4 separate regions of the Mus musculus genome follow, and regions 2, 3 and 4 are each linked to region 1. Evidence: chromatin contacts called from public Hi-C, Micro-C and promoter capture Hi-C data. All regions are on one chromosome and are shown on one strand. Each heading gives the region's core, a stretch centred on a gene start, on an enhancer-like site or on the middle of the called end of the contact. The rest is flanking DNA. Distances are from core to core; before and after follow the strand shown.

Evidence for each region. Promoter capture Hi-C pulls out the DNA fragments that hold promoters and counts their contacts. Hi-C and Micro-C count contacts between places; a contact is called where the count stands out from the background.
Region 2: a Micro-C map of embryonic stem cells shows a contact between it and region 1, with 2.1 times the contacts expected there. The contact joins the enhancer-like site here to the promoter of Kcng1 in region 1. A contact is called at or near these places in 3 of 39 promoter capture datasets (the C10 cell line, embryonic stem cells and pre-B cells), 1 of 484 Hi-C or Micro-C datasets (embryonic stem cells), 1 of 115 datasets of contacts at active chromatin or transcription factors (embryonic stem cells) and 2 of 9 other capture datasets (adipose tissue and embryonic stem cells).
Region 3: a Hi-C map of pre-B cells shows a contact between it and region 1, with 3 times the contacts expected there. The contact joins the enhancer-like site here to the promoter of Kcng1 in region 1. A contact is called at or near these places in 5 of 39 promoter capture datasets (embryonic stem cells, frontonasal cranial neural crest, liver and 2 more), 5 of 484 Hi-C or Micro-C datasets (Sertoli cells, bone marrow-derived macrophages, embryonic stem cells and 2 more), 10 of 115 datasets of contacts at active chromatin or transcription factors (embryonic basal ganglia, embryonic forebrain, embryonic hindbrain and 5 more) and 2 of 9 other capture datasets (liver and macrophages).
Region 4: a promoter capture Hi-C map of stem cell-derived epiblast-like cells shows a contact between it and region 1, with 2.7 times the contacts expected there. The contact joins the enhancer-like site here to the promoter of Kcng1 in region 1. A contact is called at or near these places in 1 of 39 promoter capture datasets (stem cell-derived epiblast-like cells), 1 of 15 datasets of contacts at CTCF or cohesin (embryonic stem cells), 4 of 484 Hi-C or Micro-C datasets (all in embryonic stem cells), 5 of 115 datasets of contacts at active chromatin or transcription factors (all in embryonic stem cells) and 3 of 9 other capture datasets (adipose tissue, embryonic stem cells and pancreatic islet).

The regions. Positions count from the first base shown.
Region 1 is chr2:168,278,552-168,285,057 of GRCm38.p6, reverse strand. Kcng1 (potassium voltage-gated channel, subfamily G, member 1) reads left to right here and starts at 3,952. Exons shown (of 3, transcript NM_001081134.2): 1 at 3,952-4,180.
Region 2 is chr2:168,521,855-168,528,360 of GRCm38.p6, reverse strand. Nfatc2 (nuclear factor of activated T cells, cytoplasmic, calcineurin dependent 2) reads left to right here. Exons shown (of 11, transcript NM_001136073.2): 6 at 4,983-5,123. Among named protein-coding and RNA genes, the nearest start is that of Nfatc2, 65 kb to the left of the region's middle. Within about 2 kb of position 2,435, at least 247 of the 459 cell types and tissues checked have an H3K27ac peak or open chromatin away from gene starts, as enhancers often do. A contact at or near this core is called in adipose tissue and embryonic stem cells, where this site is marked.
Region 3 is chr2:168,457,193-168,463,698 of GRCm38.p6, reverse strand. No RefSeq gene overlaps it. Among named protein-coding and RNA genes, the nearest start is that of Gm33413, 21 kb to the right of the region's middle. Within about 2 kb of position 3,883, at least 33 of the 459 cell types and tissues checked have an H3K27ac peak or open chromatin away from gene starts, as enhancers often do.
Region 4 is chr2:168,111,059-168,117,564 of GRCm38.p6, reverse strand. No RefSeq gene overlaps it. Among named protein-coding and RNA genes, the nearest start is that of Gm46787, 31 kb to the left of the region's middle. Within about 2 kb of position 2,439, at least 104 of the 459 cell types and tissues checked have an H3K27ac peak or open chromatin away from gene starts, as enhancers often do. A contact at or near this core is called in embryonic stem cells and stem cell-derived epiblast-like cells, where this site is marked.

The sequences.
Region 1 (6,506 bases), core at 2,703-5,202:
TTCAATCTCTTCTTCTCTTCTCTTCTCTTCTCTTCTCTTCTCTTCTCTTCTCTTCTTTCTCTTCTTCTCTCTCTCTCTCTCTCTCTCTCTCTCTCTCTCTCTCTCTCTCTCTCTCTCCATATATGTATCTGGGCATGGTGGTTCACACCTTTAATCCCAGCACTCAGGAGGCTGATGCAGACAGACTTCTGTGTATTCCCAACCAGACTGGTCTACACAGGAAGCTCCAGGACAGCCAGGGCGCAAGAAAAAAAGAAAGAAAGAGAGAGAGAGAGAGAGAGAGAGAGAGAGAGAGAGAGAGAGAGAGAGAGGAAGGAAGGAAGGAAGGAAGGAAGGAAGGAAGAAAGAAAGAAAGAAAGAAAGAAAGAAAGAAAGAAAGAAAGAAAGAAAGAAAGGAAGGAAGGAAGAAAAGGGCCCCAGGCTGGAGCTGGGGTGAAAGAGTGACCTTGTAGGCTCTTCCAAAGAAGTCACTAAGGAGAACTAATAACATCTTGATACAATATCTTAAAATATCAAAATTAATGCAAAATGATCAGTGTTGTGCTAAACATCCAGGCCTGTCCTTGAGTGGCCCATTCTCACACACTGCTCACCCCCACTCCTGGATGAGGAGTCTCAAGGTGACAAAGAAAATCCATGGGGTGAAGACTCTGGGTAGAGGAGCAGGGCAGGCAAGAATCAGAGGCCCAGAAAGGGGACAGAGTGGCCAGAAGATGGGGTCTCCTGAGAGAGAAAGGTACCTGGCTCTCCTCCCTGACCTGACTCCAGTCCTTTCCCTATAACAAGCTGCACTCCTCAAGTCCCGGGATATGGCCCAGTTCCCTAGCTAACCTCTTCAGACTCCCCAGCTATAATCTAATCTAAACGTTTTTATCTCTGGTGATAGGTAAGAGCTTCAGACAGCTGTGGATAACCCTAGCTGCCTCGGGAAAGCAACCAGGGACTTGGTGACTCGCTGACAGTGGGTAGTGGATAAGATGGAGAACATACTTGACCCGCTGACAGCAACTCCCTTTTAAGGCAAGTCCTGAGGCAGCTCTAATGAGTCTCCTCCGGCCCCTAGGGGAATGGCGTTTGGTTTCAGGGTGAGTTTAGGCTTTGGGGTCGGACTGGCATGGCTTCAGATCCGGCTTTGCCATCTACCATGTGAATCTAGGAGGTTTGCTAAGATGATCTGCACCAGCTCTGGCTCCTGGGGATCTGGCAGTAACTTAAATGACTTACATGATGGGATGCAGGCTGAGAAACAAACCGTGGTCCTCACTAGCACTGCTGGCCAGGGAGGCAGGAGGGTCAAGAGTTCAAGTGCATCCTCAGATGTATCAAGTTCAAGGTCAGGAAATCCTGATCAATAATCTTTATAAAATTAAAACAAATTAAGTTTTTAATTAAATTAAAAACAAAGTTTAGTGGTGGACAGCTATAATCCCAGCTCTTAGAAGGGGGGTGATAGAAGTGTGTGAAATTCAAGGTCATCCTTAGCTACATAGCAAGTTCAAGGCTAGCTTGGGTTACAAGAAACCCTTTCTCAAAAAAAAAAAAAAAAAATACTAGCCAGATCTGCCAGCTTTTCAAAAAAAATAATAATGTCATATGAAATGTGATTTTTAAATGTTAGCAATCAATTTCAAACTTCTTAAAACTTAACCCAGTAGAGACAAATAAAGCAGGGCTCCGTGCCATAGCCCGCCTACAGATCAAGTGCGAGCCTGTTACCCACAGGCTACCCCATGTGTCAGCAAGCCTGATGGTCCTCATCTTTTCAGAAAGCCGACCCCAGCACCCTCAGCATCCTTCTCCACAGGACAACTTGGCCAGGGATGCTTCTCGGGAGGAAAATGAAGATAAGAACTGGAGATCTGGCAGGAGGCACAAGAGAGAGCTGCAGAGGGAATCCTTAAAAGGATTTAGAAGGATTTTATTGTACTTGGTGAAGCACAGCAGGGGATAAGATCATAAATTCACCCTTGAGAACAGCCTGGGTCTGAGACTGTGTGGAGGTCGGGGGTAGAGGGCAGGGGAGGGTGGAGTCTTTGCCTCTGTTGTGCTGGGCTTTCTGTCTTCAAGTCACCCCAACACCAGACTCAGGTGCCCCGAGTTCCGATAGGCCCAGACCCAAGGATAAAGTAGTTAGGCTAGCTTGGGCTTCACAACCCATCTAAGTATCTCTCTGAGGCCAGATGGAGCTGGGATAAACTGAAGTCTTCAAAAAGCCCAGACCAGGGAACTTGCTGGAAGGGTCACAAGTATGATCCAGTGGGTTTGAAGAATTCTCCAGAGGACTCAGACCACAGTAAGGTTTTGAGAACTTCTGCTCACATCCTGGTCCTGCCGTCCTCCATGGGGACAGCAGTAGTAGGCTTGCTGTCATAGGACAGTGCTGGCTTCCTCCAACAATCACTGAAGAGGCTACTCTTAAGTTTTCCCATGTGGAAGCTGCCGGCCAGAGGAAGACAGCACAGCCCTTGCTCTGGAACCCGAGGCTCAGAAGAAAGCAAGAAAGATGGATGTATGGGTCCTTCTGTTCATGCTAACAGAGCACCAAGGACCAGCCATGTTTTCAACATGGGACGTGGGAGCACTGGCCTCCAGAGTCCACCGAGAACCTTTATGTTGGCCTCTGTTATTTATGTCCCTCCGGCACACTGCCTCCCCGTGTCTCTCAGCATCTCAGAAGCCTTTGTTTGCCCCTTAGTGGGATCTCTTTGCAAATCTCCCAAAGATGAGGTCCTCTCAGTTCCTGGCCCTGATCTGGAGTCGACTTTGTTCCATCTGAAGAGCCCCTCCCCCACCTCCCCTTCTACTTGCACTTCCCGCCCCCCTTTCTCCTGGTGTAGACGCTGCAGAAGCTTGAGAGTTCTTGGGACAGGTCCTCAGCTGACTCTCTGACTCTGCCATCTGTCTCCACCCACGTGCTGAGTGAACCCAAAGCTTACATCCCCCGGGGCCAAGCCTAAGCAACTCGTTAAAGAAGCCCCAGGCATAGGAGGCACACTCGCTGAGCTTGGTTCCTGAGTCTCTCCTGCTTCCCTGATGGAGGAGAAAGGACAGTACCAATCAATTTCCCCAAGCAGGTTACTCCCTCTCTTCTCAGACAGCTTTCCCACCTAATCCCAAATCCTGCTGCAACTTCTGCCAACTCAGAGGCCTCCAGAATCCACCCTGTCCTCTCCAGGCTGTTGACTGAGTACAGGACCCAGAGACTGCCAGACCGGGACCCACCCGGGACAGTGAGGAACTACAGCATAGGAGTCATTCTGGGGCCCAGAGCGCTCATTCTTTGGCTTTGGTGACACTGCAAAGGTGGCGCAGGCCCTGGACCGCAGGGGCAGGAAAAGCCCAAGGCCGCCAATGGAGAAGGCACATGTATGGCTGGTATGGTAAGGTGGAGAGCGTGTGGGGCTCCCGGACTGCCACACATAAAATGCGGCCACCCCACCCCACCCCCGACGTGACATCTGCAGTGTCCGTGACAGTTCAGCGTGAGGTTGGACCTAAGGACAGAAGACTGGTTCGGTGGCGTTCCCACGATAGCGACTCACGTGGGGAATGAGGCTCGGGTCCTGGTACTCGCTGAGCCTAGGGTGGAAGAGCGTCCCACGACCACTGAGAAAACTGGAGAAGTGGATGCGCCTCAGGCCAGGAGCCCTGGGAGGAGCAGCGCTGGGACTTAAAAGGTCGCCACCGGAAGGCAGGGGCCTGCAGGGCGCAGGAGATGATTATGGGAGGAGATGGTTATGGGCAGGATGGGGAGAGTGCAGCACTGCGTTCCGCTAGGACCTGGACTCTGGGTCGGGTCAGGGTGCGTGGCATCGCAGTGGCGGGTCCCGCGGTGGCTCCATCCTCCCGCCCCCCGCCCGCCCCTCTCCCCGCCCCGCGCGCAGTCCCCTCCCTCCGTCCCGCCTCCTGCCCGGCCACCTCCCTCAGCTGCTGCCGCGCCGCGTTGCCGGCGCACTTGCAGCCCGGCGGGCACCAGGAGGCGGAGGCGGGACGGTCAGGGGTCCAGCGCGCAGGACAGCGGCCCTGGGGCCAAAGTTTGCGGGCAGCCCCGGCAGGCCAAGCGGGTCCCACGTGCCGCTTGCTGCCCCCTCTCGCATCCTCACCCCGGCATCGCTGCGCCGGGAGACAGAGCTGCGGCCCGGCTAGCTCCTAGGCGGGGACGCCGCGACGGGAACTTAAGGTGGGAACTTCGCGGGCTGCAGCCTGGCGGGACCCTGCTCCTGCAAGCGGCGCTCCGGGCTCTGCACGTGGCCGCGGCCCCGGTACCCTCTGCGGATACCTAGGAGCCCCGGAGAGGCCGCCCGGGCGATGCGGCATGCACCCACGCGGCCGCAGTTTGGTCCGGCCACGGATCCTTTCCAGGGGTCCCCGGAATGCGTAGTGCGCTCTGACTTTGCGTGCAGGGTTTTTGGGGTCCCACGGGAGGAGTTGGAATGCGGGGAAGTCTTTCACTGTCAATAGGCACGGAAGGCAGCATCCCCACCAGCGGGACTCATTTAAGTCATTCATTAATTACGAACTCAGTGAAGGCTTATGGACCGCCTACTGTGTGCAAGGCCCTAGTGACTATTCAGTGGTCGCGGGCCTTAGCATCTAGTAAGAAAGTTAGAGGTCTCCTTAACCTCAGTGTACCCGGGATAAGTGGCCCGGCTTTGCTCATAGTTTTTGGGTGTGGATGGAAAAGAGACGAACTCGTTCATTCTCTGGGTTGTACAAAAATTGGTTGAGCACCTGCTGTGGGCATCTCACTATGCCAAACACTCAGTGTTCATCCAGTCATTTATTCAACAAGCCTGGATTGAACAATGGCCGAGGTGGCGACAGGACAATGGACTCTGGCGATGGGGGGGCGGGGGGGAGGTTGAGACTCTCAGGCCCTGCCTCAGAAGGGCACAGCCTGCCAGGGTGGCCCGCGCTACAGCATATGTGTATAGCAGATTTAAGGTTGGTGCTTAATGCGTTCATTCCTGGGTGGGTGGGGGGTCCGATCCCTGGAGAGGAAGAAGTGGGCTTTTAAAAGCTCTTTAGTGGGGGCTGGGAGTGATGATGAGGGCTGAGAAGGTTCATCTAATGTTAGGTGAGCACAGCCTCCTCCTAGTGATGGGGCTTAGAGGCCAAGCTGTCACTTTGGCACACATTTTGTTAAACACTTGCAATGCAGAGGTACTTAAGGGGTGCTAAACACCTGAGTTCCCCAAGTAGATAATAGGTGGGAGGCAAACGCATACTCACCCCTCCTCGGTGACATCTGAGCTAAGTCCACAGGAAGGTGAGAGGAGGGGGCAGGGATTGGTCTGATTCGCTGGAGAAAGGAGGGCCTGCCAGACTATAAATCTAGGTAGATATTCGCTGGGGTTTGTTTGACACCCCCAACCCTCCACCAACGTGCACACACACACACACACACACACACACACACACACACCTATGACGGTACTCAGAGTCACTGCCTGGTGTCTCATCAATAAACACATCACCAGGTTAAGTGGTACTCCTGGAGATTAGGGCAGTGGGGTGTGCACACGGTGGGTTTTTCTACCTGTGGGTCTTTATGCTTTTGCAGCTTTGCACAGGCACCTGCTGTAGAGGGTGGGGAGGGAAGTGTGGCTAGGCATGGAGGCTTGGCCCCAAGGGATTGCTCCTACCAGCCCAGCTCTGAGCCAATCCATTCCAGTGGAAAAATGTCTGCTGTGGGACACACTCCAAACCCACAGGGGACGAATGAACCGAAAACAAGTCACCCTGAGCCTCTTCCCAGAGCTGGAGGACCCGGACTGTGAGTGTCTTGCAGCCTGATGAGGCAGACTCCTGGGGGGGGGGGGGGGAGGCAGTTGAGTTTTGTGCACTGGGTTGGCAAGGGACTCTGGCAAAAGGTGAGACATCTGCCCCAGGGACAGAAAGACAAAGATGTTTCCTGAACACAGTAGCTCACAGGGCTGCCCCTCTGAGAATCTACTCTGGGTTGGTTGTCTAAACCCAGAAAAAGAGAGCCCACCTTCCCTGTCCCTACCCATGGAGATAGCGGCTGGTGATACCACCTAAATAGAATTAATAAAACCAGAAGGGATAGAAGAGGCTGCCAAGCCTTGGTATTTTTACCTGGCAGACTGTCCTTAATGAACAAAGTCAACATATGAATCCGCCACAGGATCTGAACTGTGCTTTAAGTTATCCCTGCTTCAGGCCAGCGCCTGCCCCAACAGACAGTTGGCATAGCATCCCCTCCTTCCTGCCGAGCCCTGTGAGCAGCCCAGCTAGCTGGTGCTGTCTCCAGGTCCCCATTGCTCCTCTGTGTTAACCAGTGTCCCCCAATTTCTGACCACAAGGAAGGAAGGAAGGAAGGAAGGAAGGAAGGAAGGAAGGGAGGGAGGGAGGGAGGGAGGGAGGGAGGAAGGAAGGAAGGAAGGAAGGAAGGAAGGAAGGAGGAAGGAAAGAAGGAAGGAAGGAAGGAAGGAAGGAAGGAAGGAAGGAAGGAAGGAAGAGGGTTAGGTCAGTAAGCAAGCCCG
Region 2 (6,506 bases), core at 1,186-3,685, 240 kb before region 1:
TATAGGAGAACCTCCAGTGAGTGGTCACAGCGAACCTGGGGCTGGATAGCTCCTTTAGGCCCAGCTTGGATCTTCTGTGACAGACTGCCATTCCAAGTCAGGACCCTGGGGTCCTGTAGTCAGAGGAGGCCAGTGATCACCACTAAGGAGACAGAAAGCACCTCTGACCTGTGATGGGTAACAGCTTCCCACAGGACCCTTATCCCGGTGGCTGAGTCCTTGACTCTGGGTCCATATCCTTTTCATCTGCCCCGTTGCCCACGAGCTTTCAAGTGTGTCCCTTGATGCAACGTCCTCGACTCTGGAGCGGGAGTAATTCCTGTTCTTTGGGCTCATGACATTTAGCAATAAAAGTAAATGCAGCTAACATGTGTAGGACCATTGGCTGAGACCCAGTGCTGGATACCCAGGAGCTAGACTTGGAGTTGGGTCAGCATACTGCATCATCCTCATGATGCTGACATAGGGCCTTGGCCCCTTAGTGCTCGGTGCATCACACAATAACACACACACTCATGACCTGCCAGGACCCAAGGTCCCCCTGTGGTAGTAATTGTCCCACACTGACAGAACCCTGGCTCTGCAGAGACACCTTCCAGCCAGCCTCCCCTGTGTCCCTCCAGAGGCTCCCAGGCAGAGTATAGTCTTGGCCACTCAGCCCTGTAGGCGTGGGCAAGGACCCGTGAGGTTTCCCTCAAAGTCTCTGAGGTGCTTGCTGCTTGGCTGCAGGTCAGCGCTGGCACTGGGAAAAGTGAGTCGCCACTCCCGGCGGACTCAGAGCTTGTAAAACTATGGGACCCTGAGACAATTTATGAGGTGCCAGAAACCGGGCAGGAGCAGCATCGAGAGGCTTGGGGCCACCTGGAAGCTTAAGTCGGAGCCTGGGTCTGGTGTGTCGCCAAGCTGGAGCCCACTCCAAAGGATGGATTTGAACCCAGGCAGGGTTTGCTTGGAGAACTGTAGATAGGAAGGTTTGGACGGCCTGGAATCTTTGAGTAGCTGATGGGAGCTTTGGGGACTTATGGGAGCTGTGGGAGAAAGCCCAGGAAAGCCAGGGACTTCCTGAGAGCCCTCTGAGGGCCTACATGCTGCCCCAATTAGCAGTAGCAGCTGGTAGAAGTTGCATCAGGCAGAACTGTGGGTCCCGGGAGGGGGGGATGCGGGCGGGGGGGGTTGCTCTAGCTGCCACTCACCTCTGTTCAGTTCCTCTCTCCGAGGCTAATTGGATCGCTTTGCTTCGCTAAGGGGTTCTCCAAGGACTGGGGTGCTGTCTAGGAGGATTTTTCCCTGCCTCAGGTGGCCTCTGCCATGTGGAACTGAGCCCTGAACCGTGTGTGATAAGCCACACGGGAGGAAGGGTAGAGTGTCCACCTCTGGCCTCTGCCTACAGCACGCAGATACAGGGGCCCCAGGGAGTGGCCGGGTTTCTCTGGACTATTACTAAGCAGTGCCTCAGCCTGATGCCACTGCAGATTCTGAGACGCAGCAAACCTGCCTTCTGGCTCGGGAGCCACTGACAAACCTCAGAGGCCGTTGGTAGACCAGGCAGGCCACATTGGTGTAATAGGAAGCGGCACCCTGAGCCTGTGTTGAGCTCAGCCCTGAACATTCCTGCATGCTGAGCATGCATTGGGCATTGTTTCCCACCCCCTACAGGGACTCACTGTGCCAAATAGTGGACGGTAGTGCACACTACAGCTCACTGAGAGGTTATCATTTACTGCCACAGGCTACACGTTTTCGAGCACACTAAATTTGCCTTTTTGTGCCTGATTCCTTTTATATAGAATGAGATTGTCAAGGTGTCAGCACTTTGCTCCTTTTTCCTGGCTCAATAATATTCCGAATGGACATACCACCCTTTGTACACTCATGTATCCGCCCTGGACATTTTGATTGAGATGAGGTAGTTTGCCAGCTGTGTTCTAACCATGTCTACTGTGAACATATGGTCTGTATAAAGCTTACCTGGGTAGCAGGCACTGTTACCATGGCACAGAGGAGACTCTCAGATGCAGGACTCCTGTCCACCACAGCAATGATGCCAAATATTATGCTGACTGTGGCCATCCGGGACCATTAGGATTGTTTACTAAATAATGGCAGCTGGGGTCCTACCGTCAGATCCTTTAAGTCAAAATCTCTACAACTGTTACTCTTAGCTAGGAGTGACCTTGTGTTCCTCCTTCTCCAGGAGACTGCAGCCCTGTCTGTGTGCATTTTGAGACGTCGCAGCTGGTAGGCAGAGTACTGCTGGCATCCAGTGGGAAGACAGGAGAGATTTGGGGTGCCCTGGAATACTAAAGTAGCACGTGACATGACCCCAAAGTAAAGAACGGTTCAGCCCTGAGGCAGGAGACATGGATGGAGGCTGAGAGTCTACATCTTAGAAGTCCAATGGGGTGTCGGGCTGGGGCTGGGGAGGAGCCAGACACTGGTGAGATCCCATTCAGAAGGCTTGGCCACACCTCGTGTGTGACACAGAGGCTTCTAGGAAGCTGGCTTGCTCTCCTTACACTTTTATTAAAGACTCCATCCCCTTTGGGGAAGAAAGGTAACAGGCAGTTGTACCCAGGTTGCTGGGAGAGGAGGCTGCCCCAGATCCATGCATTCGGTGCATTTGCGCAGTGCTTTGTGATTCACAGCAGGCTCCCACCCCTCAGAGAGCTAGCCGGGCCTGGCCCCGCCCTGCCGCCCCACCCCCACCCCCGGCTGGCTACAAGCCCTTGGCTGGTCTCCCCAGTAGCCATGACTCAGGTTTTCCACCTGTAAAATGGGAGGGGTGGCATCTCCAGCGCCAGCAGCCCCTAGCCCTCCACCCCGGCTTCATCAAAGGCGATTCTGAAAAGCCGGGTCTGTAGCTGCTGTTTTCACTGCTAGTAAAATTGCCTTAGCAGTGGTTCAATTAGAAAGCCAAGGGGCTCCCACGCTGAAAAGACAGGCTTAATGATGTGCTCATGTGGGAGGAATTAGCAGTTTTATCCCTGGCCCCTCTGCGCATCCTGGAGCCCACAGGTGGTGGGATGTGCTGTTGGCTCTGAGCAGACAACATCAGGACCGTGGGGCTGGGCAACCCACTGTGGAAGCCTAAGGAGTCCCTAAGTGCACCTGCTGACCAGCCCTGGGGACAGAGGAAGAGGGTGATGTCTGTCCGACATGGAAGGAAAGGGTTAAGTTTGGGCCTCACGCGGCCGCTGCGCTGCTCAGGCTCCCGGCTGGCTCCCAGCTCCCGGATGGGGAGGTCCAGGGGCCCTGGCATGGAAAGACCTGGCCCTCTGCCCAGCCCTCAGCTCTTAGAAGAGCCAGGAGCTCAAGCTGACTCACCAGGAAGGCGGGGCTGAGGAGGGAGGGAGGAGCCTAAGGGGAGTGGGAGGGGCCTGGCTGCCGCTAGCCTTCCTCTGTGGCTGTTGACCCACCTGCTTCTATTCGTTGTCTTCTGCCGCCTGACTTCCACATAGGGCTGAGGGGGTGACTCTGGGTGCTGGGGCCTGCTTCCGAGGGTTCCCATTTCAACAAGTCGGGGACCTGTAGATCGGCTGTTCTTGAAAGTATTGAGTCCCGCCCAGCTTTCATTCATTGTGGATAAAGACAGCAGAGATAAGAAAGCCCAGTCTTGCCACACTCGGCCACTTCTAGGACCTCTCTCCTGGGGTTGAGGATAGCTCGTCTGCCTAGCTTGTCTCAAAGTGAGCCTTTCTCCAGAGAAGGGCTAAGCAGGAGGGAAGATGGGAGAAAGTGGGGTGGGGGCACCCAGGGAACCTCCCAAAGGAGGCCAGGTTAAATAGGACCTTGGGTGGTGAGGGAGGGGCCACTCACATAGGGTGGAGGGCAGAGCCTAGGGTTACTCAGAAGCTCAAAGGTAGTAGTTTGCCTAAGAGGTAGCAAGGCCTAGTGCTTGGGGGTACAGTGCTTACCCAGCCTGCCTGAGGACCTAGGTTCCACCCTCAGGCAGATATACAATGGGTACACACACACACTATCTATCTATCTATCTATCTATCTATCTATCTATCTATCTATCTGAGAGGAGAAGACAGGGAGAGAGAGAATATTTAGACGTTCTAGAAATTAGCAGGAACATAGTGAGAATGAAGTCGTGGGGAGTATACAGCTTATGGTCAGAATCACCCACAGACTTGTGCTAGGTGTGCCCTTAGCTCACGTGGGGCTGTGAGAGTCTGGGTTGAAGAGTGTAAGAAGAAGCAATGTGACAGTGGAGACCTTCATGAGGGGGTCAACTCGTCCCTGCACAAAGGAGAATGAAGACCCAGTCCGTCCTGTTTCTGCTCCTCCTGGATTCTTTTTTTTTTCCTGACAAATGATTTATTAATGAAGTTTATTAACTCTTAATTTCCTGCAGAGAAACTTCCATATGTACAAATCAGCATCAAGTCTCCAGCAAGACCTTTGCTTACAGGACTACGCCCTCAGCTCCACAGAACAAGCACTGGTCCTGGTCACCAAGGAAAAACAAGTCTTGAAAAAAACAAAAACCCCAACGCTCTTGAACCTGGCTTCTTTATACCACCCGAGGAAAATCCTTTTATTCTACATTCTCTTTCCTCTTGGCCAGCTTCTAAAATGGCACTGGGGAAAAAGATGAAAAAAACCGTTGCTTATAGGGACGATGTTTCCAAAGAGAAACTGGAAATTAGTCTCTTCTTAAATAGAAAATAGTTTTAGCCTAAAAGATACTAGCATTAAGTAACATAAGAAAAACTTCAACTTCCAAAATTCAAAATGTAGACAATGCAAGCCTAACAAGGGTTGAGAGTGAGAAGCACACAGGAAAATCTGTAGCAAACTCAGATTTCTGGATTTTAACTTCCTCCGGGTGTGATGGTATCTGATAGCCACCAAAGCAAACTGGCTTTTCCAAGGATGTGATGTTTGGAGATGCCCACTTGGGTCTCCATTCCTACCTCTCTGCTGCAGCTCTGGGTTTCTCTGGTTCATGCTGTCTCTCTTCCTTTTGCCTTCAGCTCAGCGCTCTGCCCACGAGCTGCCCATGGTGGAGAGACAAGACATGGACAGCTGCCTGGTCTACGGGGGCCAGCAGATGATCCTCACGGGCCAGAACTTCACAGCGGAGTCCAAGGTTGTGTTCATGGAGAAGACTACAGGTCAGTGGCTTCCTCACTTTCTCTCCGTTCTCTGAGCTAGACAGAAGTGAACACCGCACCACACTCCAGCCTACTGGGTAACTTCCCGCTCTTCTGGCTCACCCCACGGTGACCCGCAGCCACGTAGATCACTGTTGATGAGGGTGACATACTCAGATTGGTCCTTGGACGTTTCCATGGAGACGAAGCTTGTCCTCCTTCATCAACCTTGTCTTGATAATTTGTTTTTCTTCACGCAGGAAAACATTTAAAAAAAAAAACTTTTCCTATTATTAAAAGGAGAAACTGGGTGTTTTGCAGCTCAGAGGCAGGCACTCCGGTGTCAAGAATATTCTGAAGTGGATACTTTGTCACTGAGGCTTGCTGCATAGGAAAAGAAGTGGGAAGAGGCTAAGCTGGGCTGTGGGTCCCCTTTTAGAAACGTGAGTGTCGGGTCTGATGAGCTGTGGACATCCTTAGATAAGCCAGGATCTCATCTTTCAGAGGCAAGATATCTAGGAGCGGGCAGCAGAGAGAATCTAGCTAAGTGCAGAGGTCTCTATTAGAATCTTGTAGCTAGATGACTCACAGTATGGCCTCCAGTGGGGACAGGGAGAGCAGCAGGCAGGTGCTGGGAAGTCCCATTGCTGTCACAGCAGCAGGGAGACTGCAGAACACATTCTGTGAGAAGCCTGAGGTCTGAGCTATGGGTGTGGGCATCCGAGGGATCTGTGTCCCCGGGGATGGGGTGACAGTGGGCACAGGAGACACACTGGGGTGGGGTGACAGTAGGCACAGGAGACACACTGGGGCAGGAACTGAAAGTAAAATTGACAACATAGTCTGTCCCCACATGGGAGGGGCTTATGGTCATGTTCTTTCTGAGACACAGTTGACACCATTGCTGCCTAAGAGTGGTGGGTGGGCCTTCTGTGAGGGGAACATGTTCCCGCATCCCTGACTCTTCTGCCTGGAGAACTTGTGCTGAGCAGGGAACAGGCAGGAGGCAGGGGCTGAGCCACTACCCGCCGGACTCTGTCGGATAAATCTCTCTGCTTACAAGGAGACATTTTTGTGTCTGCGTGTTCAACTGCACTTTCTCACTGCACAAACGTTTGTGTGGATGCTTCATGGTTCCCCAGAACCTGGCTGTCAGCGGTTGTGGTGCATCCCACTGTAGGGCGCTGCAGTGCTAACGTTATTAAGCTGGTTCGTTTCTGTTGAGACTGTGTCATCCAGCTAGAGACACATTTCTGTTTGGTCTGGGCATGCATGTTAGTCCCATTTCCCACTGCCGTGATGGATATCTTAACAGAAACAACCGAGGAAGGCCTCACTTTGGCTCCCGATTCAAGGGTCTCCAGCCTGTCACAAGGCAGCAGGCCACACTGCATCTGAAATCAA
Region 3 (6,506 bases), core at 2,634-5,133, 180 kb before region 1:
GAACCTGGAAATTCAATAAGCTCAAGCCATCCTCTCATCTCTACCCCTCACAGTACTGGAGTTCCAGACACATCCACCTGGGGATTTGAACTCAGGGCCCTGAGCTTGCATGGCAAGCACCCTTCCCCAGTGAGCTATCACCCCAATCCCCTGGAACTTTTTTGCCTGCATCATGAAAACCTTATAAGGCCAGGAAGGCTGCCATGATGGGGAAAGCCCTGCCCTGCAGGCAACCTTAAGATGATGCCACAGTTTTCCCAGCTTCTCAGGCCACCAGGCTAAACCCCGACTCCTCTCTCTCCTAGTTAAAAATAGTCCCCTCGTTTGCGGCTGCCCTGAGCACACCGCAGACCTCTGGAACAGCTTTGCTGTGACATCACAAGCCTGAGTCAGGATGCTGATGGAGAGCTGAGGCACAGCCTAGGGGTGAGAGGCTCAGGATGCTGCTGAGCTCAGGGACCCCGGGGACAGCGCTCCTGTCCCATCTCACGACACCTCGGACCTCTTCCCATCAAGGCCCATCACAAAGTGGTGCCCACGCCCTGCCATTACTACATCGCTGGTCCCTCACACATATACCCTCTCTGCTCCTCCACTGTGGAGCTGCCTCTGTTGACACCCAGTGCTGTCATGGTTGGCATACTCAGAGAGGCCCAGGACCTGCCTTGTCCTTGTGAGCAGGGGTTTGCATCATGTGAGAGGTTCCCGTGGCCACCAGAGAGCCTCCAGGTTCCAGTTGAGCGTATTCTGGTTCGGGACTCAGTGTTCTTATTTTTATATCACTTATGTGTGCGTGTTTGCATCCACAGTCTCCTGTGAACCCCATTTACAGGAGGAAAAACTGAGGCTCAGGGAGGCCAATATTATCAGAGCTGGGGTTCAAGCTCATTTCAAAAACCTGCGCTTGCCAGTGTGACATTGCCCACACTGAAGGAAGTCCAGAAATGGCCTGGTAGGAAGTTCACTAGCTTCCCGCCCTCCTCAATGGAACCCAAGGTGGCACGACCCACATCTGTTCTGGTGCATGTGACAAGCTGTCCCTCCTACCCTGGGTTCCTCTCATACCCTCCCCTACTAATCATCGAGGGACAGTGCTATAGGGAGCTGTTGGGGACTGGGAAAGGCCCTTGTGGGCGCTGACTAATCAGCTCCCAACAGCGGAAGGTGAAGAGCCTTTGGGAGAGGAAAGTTGGGGTGGGGTGGGGGGCTGGGGGAGGAGCTGAGCCACCCAGGACCACCTGGAGGCAAGGTGCCAGGACATTAGCTAGGCCCACAGGAAACGGCTAGGCCAGGGGAAAGACTCTGGCCCTTTCTAAATTGCATTTAAAAACAAAGAATACATTGGAGAGGGAATGGGCCTGGTTGTTTTTAAAAGTGAGAAATATGAGCTTTCTTCGTGCGGCACACCTCTCCCAGGACCCCAGGGAACCAGCCGGGAGCCCCTGCCGCCCTGCTAAACGGCACCTTCAAGCGGAGGCTGTGAGCCTAAGAAAATGTTGAGGTAAGGTCCATAGCTGCCCGGGCAGCCAGAAGCAAGATTAACTGAATGGTGCAAACAAACGAGGCTCCTTCCTGGGCAAGGTGCGCAGGGGCAGGCCTAGCTGCCACCACCCACACCCTCAGGCCCTGCTCTGGGCCCCACTCTGGCTCTTGGGGTTTCTGGTTTGCACAGGACAGCACCATCACTTTCCAGCCAATGGGAAGAGGAGCGCACAAGGCCTCGTGGGTAATGTGGAAGAGGAAAAAGTGCCAAGCAGGGCACTGGCCTGGGAGCTCTGTTCTCTCAGTTTCTCTCGGCTTGGCACCCTGCTTTCCTACCAGCTGTTCATGTGTTGTTAGGTAATGAAAACTTAAAATCTCAAAATTTGCCGGCACTCATTTTTTTACTGTTCGCTCACATGCTGTCGGCTCAAGCACCAAGTTGAGAGCATCTAACCCATGGCGGAATGGCTGAGCTCTTCCCAGGCAACAGGAACAGCAACAAATGACCCCAGCTGCCCTTCCGGCCCACGAGAGTGCTGCCAGGAAAACCCCAGGGACCCCTTCCGGAGTCCCCTGCTGTCTTTCCCACGGAGAGTCCTTCCATTCTGTGCCGAGTGGATGGCAGTGACTTCACACTCAAAGGGACTTCCCTCCTGGGTTTGTTCCCAGCTTTCTAGGATCCACTGAGTGCCAGTTGAGGATGCAGCATCTCAGCACCCACCCTCCCTCCACACTCACCTTGAACTTGTCCGGATGCCGGACTCACTCAGGATTCTGAAGTCCACACTCCCAAGCATGGGGTGGTGAGGGACCGTGGAGCCAAGTGCGGAAACCCCTTTTCTCCCACCCATGAGCACGCCCCCTTGTCCTAGCAGGACCTCGTTTATAGAATCCAAGTTCAAAGAAAAGAGATGATTGAGACTCTCTCAACAGTGGAGGCAGTGGGTGGGGGTGGTGTTGGGGTGGGGGCGGGAGGGGCTACCAGGGTTAGCTTACCCCCCCCCCCGCCCCCCAGCACAGGAAGCACGCCTGTGAGGAGGATTCTGGAAGCCTGGTCACTCTTCATATTGAAATCTCACGTGAACATGTAACACGGCCAGTTTGGAAGCCGTGAAGGCTGGAATCTGAAAGTGACAGTTACGCTGGGATGATGGCTGCTTTTAGATCAGCTCCAAACTTCTGAATAAGTGTCCTGGTCCATGTCATGGCACCCATTAACACCCTGTCCTGACTTCCGTGGTGACTCCTGTCCTACTTAGATCACAGCACACACTCCTCACAGGGACCAGAGGCCCTGAATGAGCCACGCCCCTTCCTGCTGCCCCTTTGAAACCTGCTTGCTCTCTCTCTCTCTCTCTCCCTCTCCCTCTCCCTCCCTCCCTCCCTCAACCCCATCTCCATCAGCAAATCCCCTGGAACCAGTTTCTCAACACCTCAGATCTGAACTCTGCTCCCCTCTCATTTGCCATCAGCACTCCCCCACACTGATTGCTGGCCCCATCGGGCCCTCATGGTGCCAGTGGCTCTCACACAACAGCAGAGAGACTCTGTTCAAGTCACTCAGGGCATGAGCCTCTTCCATCCGAGCCTCAAGGAGCTTCCTATGCTAACAGAAGCAGAGGTCTAAGGCTGTCCAAAACCCAGGCTAGCCCTCCAAGCCATCGGCCCCTTCCCTCCCCCTCCATTTGCTTCCCCTCCTCCCACCGAGCTGTTTCCTTTGAACCTCCATCTGCCTTCCTCAATGCCACTGACATCCTGGGCAGGATGGAGGGCCCCACAGTATCTCAGCTCACCCTGGCTCTTGTCAGGAACACGCTCACCCATACAGCATAGCAACCAAAAGTGTCCTGAGGGGCTGGAGAGATGGCTCAGGGGTTAAGAACACTGGCTGCTCTTCTAGTGGACATGGGGTTCAATTCCCAGCACTGGCATGGCAGCTCACAGCCATCTATAACTACGGTCTTAAGGGACCCCACTCCCCAACTCTAACAATTACTCTGTATCTCTTTAACTCCACCATTTTAAGACCACTTCTTAAAATCTGTAGTCTCTGGTTGTGGGAGTTGTGAATGAGCTGGGCCCCCGGGGGTGTGAGTGTGGGAGGATGGCCCTGTCGCTTGTCTGCCCTGTGGCAGTGTGGGCAATGGGGAGATGTCCACCGTCCTGCTACCTGCAACAGGTGGGAGATCTGGCCCTGGGGTCATGAGAGCAGGAGAGCGGGCCCTGCCCCTCACCTGCTGCAGGCCCTGCACCTTGCCTGGGCAGCACAGCAAAGCTGGCCCTGTTACAGTGAGCAAGCCCCAAGGGTAGAAGAGTGATAGAGCTGTTTCTGTCCCTTGCCAGCTAGGGCACCGGGTGGATGAGTTAGCTGGGACAGTGCAGGAGAGCTCACCCTGGTGGTATGGATGTGGGAGAGCGGGCTGGCTGACCAGCTCAGATACTTCTCAGGCCCCAAATCCAGGGCTGTGAGTTAGCCACACCAACTTCTAGCCCATGAATGACCTGCTGGGGCTCGTGAACGGGCTGATCCTACAGATGCAAAGCTGCAGGATCTCCATGGCACAGGGTAACAACAGGATAACTGGGAGGAGTCCCTGTGAGGATCTGGTGTTGATGGTGTAGCAGAAGCCAGAGGCCTTGAACCAGACCAAAGACTCATTGCGATGAACGTTTGCAAGCAAAGAAGTGTGGACACAAGGGTACACTGTGGGACGCACTGTGGCACACTAGAGGTCCCAGGATAAGATTTTCTTTCTTTTTTTGGGGGGGGGGATGCAAGGGAGTAGGGTGGTAGGAAGGGATGGGGGGATGGGTGGGATTGGGGTGCATGATGTGAAATTCACAAAGAATAATAATAAAAAAAAGGTTTTAAAAAGCTGTAGCCTCCATTAGAATGTGAGTCTGCAAGGGACCTCGGCATCTTCCAGGGCACCTCAAGAGGACCTCAAGGGGACTTTAGCATCTCATCCCATCCTCCTCTTCCTGGCGCAATAGGACCATCATGCAACAAATCATGAGCAAGGGGATCCCCCATGCACACAGTACTTGGGGTGACCCTTCTCTCGGACACATAAGCTGCTGGTCAAGTCCTTGGCCTTTACCTAGCAGGGGAGAATAATAGGACTCACACATCCCACCTCACACTGTATCCAACTGACCAGTTGCCCCCAGCTGCTCTGGACACTTGGAATGGCACTAAAAATTCACATCAGCACTGGCCAATCAGAAAAGAGCATGAGTCCCAGTGACTGGCCTAGGACACCGGACATATGAGACAGGTTAGAATCTACGTCAGGACCCTGAATACCAGTGGCATGAGTTGACTAAGCCTGATTGCAGCGTGATGACTCCAGCCCACAGGCATGCTACCAGCCCCTGCCCGCTTCCAAAACCAGGACCCATCCTCCTGCAGCGGCGAGACGGACACCTAAACCCCAAGTGATGTCATGATGCTCTGGCCACAGCTTAATCAGTTCAAGAGGTGTCTTGTTTCAGGACTGTGTGGGAATGGGTAGAGGCTGTCCCTGAGGCCGTCTCTGACAGGAGCACCCTGTCATCTGGCAGCCACAGCCTACTTGAGAAGGCCATCCAGCTGGGGCTCGCTTTCTTTGAGTGGTTTCTTCTTTTCCATGACACAGCCAGAGAGAAACGGTCGGCAGAGCAGACACCTCCCCTGTGCCCTGGGGGTACCCAGGACTGCCTCCAGGATCTCACAGAAATACAGGTATCATAGAGATCACACAGAAGTCACTTGTGGCACACCAGTCATAGGTGTCAGTGATGGTGGGCATGCGTCCTGCTTCGTCTTGTTGGTGGTGTGATCAAGCAGTGTCTCTCATTTAAAGGTCACAGCTACCTCCACGCTGCTTTCCAGATGAGAAGGGTTACCCAGGTGTCCCCAATATGTATTTCTCATCAGGAAAAAAAGGCACTATCATTCATCCATCCATGCGTCCCCTGACCACCGAGGCTGATGTCCCCGCGTGCTGCCTTTCTCCTCCCACTCACACCCTGCCCCTGGGCTGGCCCCATGGCTCCCCTTCTAGGAGACCCCCCAGGCCTGCCCACATGCTCCCTGTCCCCAGGGCCTCCTCCGGTTCCGTAGCCTATCCCTGGAGCCATGGGCAGGCTATCCCCCCCCCCCAAACCACCCCCCCCCACCATCGTCTACCCCTGAAATGCCAGCTGAGGCTTCTAGAGTTCTGAGGACAAAGCCATGAGAAGCCCCCCCTGCCCTAAGTGCCCACAATTCACCTCTTGACTGTACTCTGGGGGAGTACATGCCTACTGTGTGCATTTCTTGAGCACCTACTGTGTGCCTGCTCTTTACATTCTAAACATTCCCCAGTCGGCATTCTGTGTGTGAGGTCATCATGGGATGGAGGCCCAGAACCACGTTCCCTCCTGACATGCGCTGACACGCGCCAGCCCTGTCTTTCTGTACTGGCTGGCCAACCTTGAGTAACAAATCCCCTAGCAAGCACAGTAGCGGTAAGCCATTCATTTTGTTTCTCTTTGTATCCATAAAAGGAAGGTCCAAGTGTGGCCCAGCCATGTCTTCAGTCCTGGGGTTCCCAGGGCAGTGTCTCCTCCTGGAGTGACAGAGGGGGACCTAGCTCCTTCCTGTGGCCTCCGGTAGGGTTCAGTTCCTCAGGAGTGGGCCCAACATCTTCAAGGATCTTCCTTACGTCCTCACCACATGGACCTCTGCACAGTGGAGTTGATTTTAACAGACTACCTCAAAGAGCTCATTTCCTCTCCTTAGAAGGCACTTTAGTTCTGACACAGCAGGACTATGATGTCTTTAATGTCCCAGTGTGATGTCATTAATGTCCTGATGTTATGTCATTAATGTCCCAATGTGATATCATTAATCTCCCAATGTGATGTCATTCATGTCCCAATGTGATGTCACTCATCTCCCAATGTGATGTCATTAATGCCCCATGTGATGTCATTCATGTCCCAATGTGATGTCATTCATCTCCCAATGTGATGTCATTCATGTCACAATGTGATGTCAT
Region 4 (6,506 bases), core at 1,190-3,689, 170 kb after region 1:
TCAGGGCCACGATCCCCAAGCTGGAGACCGCGCTGCCCCTCCGCACCCACCGCCCTTACCTCCGCCTCAGACTCCGGAGTCAGGGAGAGCGCGAACTCGCGTGCCCCAGTGCTCACCGGCTCAAGCTGATCGGCGTCCAGAAGGATGCCCTGCCCTGACCTGGTGCCATAGCCCGGAGGTCGGCCTGGCGGAGGCGGAGCAGGTGCGGTCGCTGGGCCGGCCGCCGGCCGAGCGAGCAGCGCCGCCCAGTGGCAGCACCGCGCTCTGCAGCGGCCACAACGCGGGAAGCTCGGGTGCTGCGCTCTCGCGTTGCATCCCCAACAGCCTAGGAGAGCGGCTGTAAACCAGCTCTGGCTGCAGGTTAAAAACCCACAGGGAGGTTTTTAATCAGACCGGGTGCTGTGCCTCACAGCACTTCCCAGATAGAAGCAGGAGGATCAAGAGTCGTTATCCTTAGTTACATAGTGGGTTAGGTTCGACACCACCCTGGGCTACAGGAGATCTTGGAAAGCCTTGAGGAGGGGTAGGTAGCTCATCTCTTCCTCTCCAAGTCAGATTTTTATTTGTTTTACAGTTATTTGTGTGTGTGTGTGCGCGCGTGTCCGTCTTCACAGCTTTTAAAATAAGCTCCAACCCCATCCTACAAAATAAAATGGCTCAGAGAGGAAAGGTGTTGCAGGTCGAGTCTGAGGACCTGAAATAGACCCCCCATGACCCTTGAGTGGACGCAGAGAACTGACTCCTTGAGGTTGTCCTCTGAGCTCTATACACCTGTGCTGGCACATGTGGCCTACACACATGTACACACACACTAATTAGTAAACGTGACACACATAAAAATATAACATATTTGGGAAAGCTGTGGGGACGGGCAGGGTGGGGCAAAGATGGGATTCTGGGACTCTGGTGAAGTGAGTGGGCTAGACTTAGTGGCTCCCAAAAAGAAAGACAGGGGGTGCGGGGGGGGGCAAAGGGAGAGAGAGAGAGAGAGAGAGAGAGAGAGAATGAATATGAATGAATAGGTGATAAATTTGACACACCCAGGCTGGGAGGCTCACCCAAATTCTGCAGTGCCTGGGCCAAGGAGGAGGCCCTCCTTCCAATACAAACGGGGAAGCTCAAAGGGGAGAGGACCAGACCATAGTCTAGTTTTGAATTTCTAGCTGATGCCTTTTAAAATATTATGTTTATTTTTAAACGGGCTGGTCTTAGGGTTGGAAATAAATACCCACCACCCTGATCCTTCCCTGCTGTGTGTGTGAGTTCATCTTCTATCTGACAACCCTCCAGAGCAATCTAAACTGGCTCCATCTGGCTTTTGCGTGCCCTGGGGCTGCTGGCTCCCCACTTCTGGAAGTGTGACTGATTTTCCACATCCATCCAGACTCTCCAGCTCTCTGCCCAGCATCTTCTGGGAAATTCTTGGCAGTGCCTTGGGTACCAGGCACTTAGAAAGGGAATCCACTGAGACCACACATGGCCATCCATCCATCCATCCATTCATCCATCATAGCTATGACATGTCTAGTTCTGAGTTCTTTCACGAGTCACCCCCACCCCCACCCCCCTCTAGCAAGCCTGCCAGGGCTGGGAACTGCTGGAAGAGCCCAGGCTGGCCTTGGTTGGCCAGCAGCACTGAGTGGCAAAAGCCACTGGGTGGACAACCAGAAGAAAGGCTAGGGGAGGTGAGCGAGGGCTGAGGCTTGGCAGGGTGTCCCATGGTCACCAGGCGCTGCCTATACTGCGTTGGTTCAGCTGTAGCCTGGCCATGAGGCCTAGGAAAGGCGGGAACTGGATTGAAGTTTCATTCAGCAAGGTGGTAATTTGGGGGTGAGAGAGGAAGTTGGGGAGAGTGCACTAAAGGTTTGGATATCTGGAAGGCCAGTTTCTTTGAAGTTCGTTATAACCAAACTTTAAGAGTACTTTTGGGAGGGAGAGGCGGGAGGATCAAGGTTTGAGGTGATTCCCTGGTACCTGTATGTTTGAAGTTAGCCCGGGCTAGGCTTAGGGAAATTGTCAATTTCTGGAGAAGTTGTCACACTCTAAAGGATCTGGGAAGCCAGAAATCACTGTGTTTCTGGAATCCCGTGTCCCAACCCACTTTTTGAACTGGGGACCCAGGAGAAATGGGGAGCTGTCCTGCCCTTTTTCTACCAAGTCAGTCACTAATTGGTTTTGACACACCCCCACTCAGGGCTTCACCTGGTGAAGGTCCTAAGCCAAGGACCCTGCCCAAGGCCGCAGGAAAGATTTTAAACAAAGAGCTGAATTCGCACAGGGTCTAGCCTCTTAGAGGACTCAAGGCTATGGTCCCCAGGTTCTACCCCAAGTGGTCCTGGAAAGGCCTGGAATGCGCTGCTAGCCAGAGGCCTGGAATGCAGCCTGCAGAGGCCGCACCCTGCCCAAACCAGTTTGAACCAGCTGCGGGAAGAAGCCAGTCCAGTCCCTTGGAGCTCCCTCTGGCGCCCAAGCTGTCTTAGAACTGCAGCCGGTTTTAGACTAGGTCTCTGTGGGTGGGGGCGGGGCCCCAGCAAGGCCTGGAGATGGGAGTGGGGGTGGGGTGGTGATAAGTGGGGTGTGTGTAGGGGGGAGTTGGGGGTGCCTGCCCAGCCTCTGCCCAGCGTGGAGACTCCCGGGAACCCTGAGCTGGGCCCCAGGTCACGTCCTTCCATTCCCGCATCTTTGGGCTTCACCTCATGGCACACAGTGGTCGATCTGCCTTTCAGCATCCAGGCCTAAGCCCTGCCTGCGGTGGTGCAGGACAGTTATGCCCCCGGTTTAGGTGGAGGCAGGAGAATCGGAGATTCAAGGACGTTCTAGGGTACATATCAAGTTTGAGGCCTTGATACATATATGATCCTATTTCAAAGAGAGGAGAAACACACAAATTGTGAACACAGTGAAAATTCTTTTTTTATGTGTGTATTTAAACTTTCATTGGATTTACGTATTGTTGGGGGAGGGGAGGAGTGTGTGTGTGTACGTACACGTGTGAAAATCAGGACATTTTTGTGTGGGGAGGGTGTCCATTCTCTCCTTCCATCATGTAATTCCCAGGAATTGTTGGCTACAGACCTTGTTCAGGTGGAATCCTGACACTGTGAGTTAGTTGCTGTGGGATGTGGCCTTAGCTTTGAGTTTTGGATGACACTGGAGTTAGTCCCTTGTGCCAGGTTCTGGGCTTGCTCAGCTGTGGCACTTCTAGGCTCTGCAAGTGTCATCACGTTGGTGGCCCAAGTGTGTGTCACTGTGTGCCGGGCACTATTCCCAGATTGCTGGGTTCCCATCACACCAGCGTGAACATCAGCCCTGCAATGTCTCCATTGAATGGAGGTGGAAACAGGCCTGGAGAGATTGAGCATTGTGGTCATCTTCATAGCTAATCAGTGAGAGTGTGTAGAAGCCAGGAATGGTGGCACACACATTTAAACCCAGCACTCAGGGGGCAGAGGCAGGTGGATTTCTGTAAGTTTGGGGCTAGCCTTGTCTACAAAGCAAGTCCAGGATAGTCAGGAGTATATAGAGAAACCTTGTTTGGGGAAAGAAAAGGAAACAAGAAAAGAAAAGATCATATAGAGGATGGGCAGTTAACTGCAAGGGCTCCATGCAGCCACAGGGAGGAGGGACGACATCACCAAAGGGTCCCCTCCCCCACAGGCTCATGAACACTTTGTTCTCCAGTTGGTGGCACTGTGGTGGGAGCTATGGAACCTTTAGGAGGCACAGCCCTGCTGGAGGAAGTTTATCAGTTGGCGTGGATTTTGAGGGGTACAGTCTCACCCCGCTTCCAGTTTGCTCTTCCTGTTTCCTGTGTGCAGTTGAGACTCGATCTCTAAGCTCTGGCCTCCTATGGCCACTGCGACCCACCCTCTGGAAGAAAGGCAAACCCTTCCCTCTTCCTTAAGTGGCTTTGGTCATGGTGTTTTACCACAGCAACAGAAAAGTATCCCACATACCAGGCTGAGGCAGTTTAGTGACTCAGCAGCTGGTTTGGGGGTGCCTAGGTGCCTACTTGAAACCCTAGTAAACTCATTGCCTAAGCTGGACATAGGCAGAATGGCGGCTCTGGCTGGCTGACGGTGGTGCCCTGTCTGGAGTGAACAGGAATTTATTCGTTTCTCTCCAGGCAAATTCACACAGCCGGGCCCTTGATGGCTATCACACATGCTCACCGGGTGCCGGTCACAGGGTGAGCCGGCACGTGCCCATACCACATGGATAGTTTTTCTGAACAAAACATGAATAGCTCTCCTGTGTTGAGCTCAGTGAGGCCCCAGGAAGACCCGAGATCAAGGCTGGTGAGACCTCATAGGGTACTCTGAGGACTTGAACTGCTTACCCACAGTTCAAGAGAAATGGTCCCTGCAAGGTGACCTCTGACCTCTACGCTAGTGCTGTGGCATGATGTGCACACCCAAAATACATCCTCCCCCTCCCACTCCCACTCCTCCCTCCCCCTCCCCCTCCCTCCTCCTCCTCCTCCTCCTCCTCTTCTTCTTCTTCTTCTTCTTCTTCTTCTGTTTTTCGAGACAGGGTTTCTCTGTATAGCCTTGGCTGTCCTGGAACTCACTTTGTAGACTAGGCTGGCCTAGAACTCAGAAATCTGCCTGCCTCCCGAGTGCTGGGATTAAAGGCGTGCGCCACCACGCCCGGCTTCTTCCTATCCTTTTAAAAAGGAGCTGACATCAAATCAACTGTCTTCAGGCTCCGGGTCTCTCTCTCTCTCTCTCTCTCTCTCCACTTGCTGTTGTTTTTGTTTTTAAGGCATGGTTTCTCTAAGTCACTCTGTCTGAGCATTGGGACTGACGGTATTGGGACTGATGGTACGTACTACCCTGCCTAGTTAGCTCCTCTTGATCGTGGCAGGGAGCTTTGGAGGGAACTATTTCTGGTGGTCACCACACAGCAGGTAGTCTCAACCTATGTAGGTTCACATACCGGGTGCGCAGCTACCCTACGTGACCTTGGTAGAGTTGACTAACCTCTCTGTGCCTTATTTCCCTCATTAGTTAGTGCTGCAGTGTGGCTTACCAGTTTTCGAAGGGGTGCCGTGTGCTCACCCCATAAATGGCATCCAAGAGTGTCTGGCAGACAGAAAGCCTCACCTGCTGGGAGTGGGATGAACAAGCTGGTGTTTTCAAGACAGGGCAGAGTTGGTCAGGTCACAATGTAACGGGTGAACCTGCCAGGCAGGGTCTTGGTTAGCAAGCACGCATGCGTTGGGACCTTCGCTGGGCTAGGGGCTGTTGCTGAGGCTGCAGAAACAGATTCCCTGAAGATGATGGGAGAGGTTCAATGTGGGCTCTCTAGGGAAGGATTACAAGTGAACCAGCACAGCACCCCGCCAGACTGTGCAAGATGGTCGGCCCCTGCCAGGCTGCAGAACAGACCCCTGGCGCTGTGCTCTGGGGACCAAGGATGGCAAATTCTAACTCGGTCCCGGGCATCCCTGCCCCCTGGTGGACATACTTGGTATGGCATCCTCTCAGAGCCTGGGTGGTGGTTCAATTAGTTGCTTGGGGGTTCATCAAAGCTGCTTGTCTATGACACACTGACGTCATCAAGCAGGCTCTTTACAAGAGAGCTGAGAACTTTGAGATGGAGAAAGGCTTGGTTGGAAGATGGCAGTGACGTTCACTCCAGCTGGCCTGGAAGGAGGTAGGTGGCCTCACTGTGACCTGCCTGGACTAGTGGACAGGAGAAGCAGGTGTTCAAGGAAACCTGGGCTGCAGCTAACGTCTGGCTGCAGCCACTTAAGTGTTCCATACTCCTGATGCACCTGGAGGAGGCCTGAGCCTTGCCAGGCCACAGCCTGTACTCAGGACATTTGACCCACCCCGATCCCAGACTCCTTTCTTTGTGAATCCGTGACAGTTCTAGCAGAGAGGTGGCAACGGCTCACATGGCCCTGTCACACACAGGTAGGGCTGTGCTTGAAGTAAAGCTGACATAGAGTAGAGTACACAGGGGTCTGTCTCAGACATAAAAGTGACCAGGACCCCTGGTGTGCCAAGTAAGCGGCAAACCTCCTGGGAAGTTAGGAATTATGTATACACGTGTGTGTGTGTGTGTGTGTGTGTGTGTGTGTGTGTGAGAGAGAGAGAGAGAGAGAGAGAGAGAGAGAGAGAGAGAGAGAGAGAGAGAAGCATATGTGTGTCATAGTATGAGTGTGGAGGTCAGAGGACAGTTAGCCAGAGCTGACTCTCTTCTTCTACCTTATGGGGCACCAGGCTTGGTGGCCAGTGCCTTGGGCCATTTTACCATATCCACTTGGGGGATCTGTCCAGCAGGAAGCCCGAGCAGGGTGAACCAACCATGGGTTCTTCACAAAATGTGGAATAGAAGATGGTAGAATTTCTGATAGCCTCAGAAAGATTGTTCTTTTTGTATGTGTATGGTGGGTGTCTGTGTGCATGTATGTTTGCACATGTTGGTGTATGTGTGTGTGTGTGTGTGTGCACACAGGTGAACCTGATATGTGTGTGTGTGCCCACACAGGTGAACCT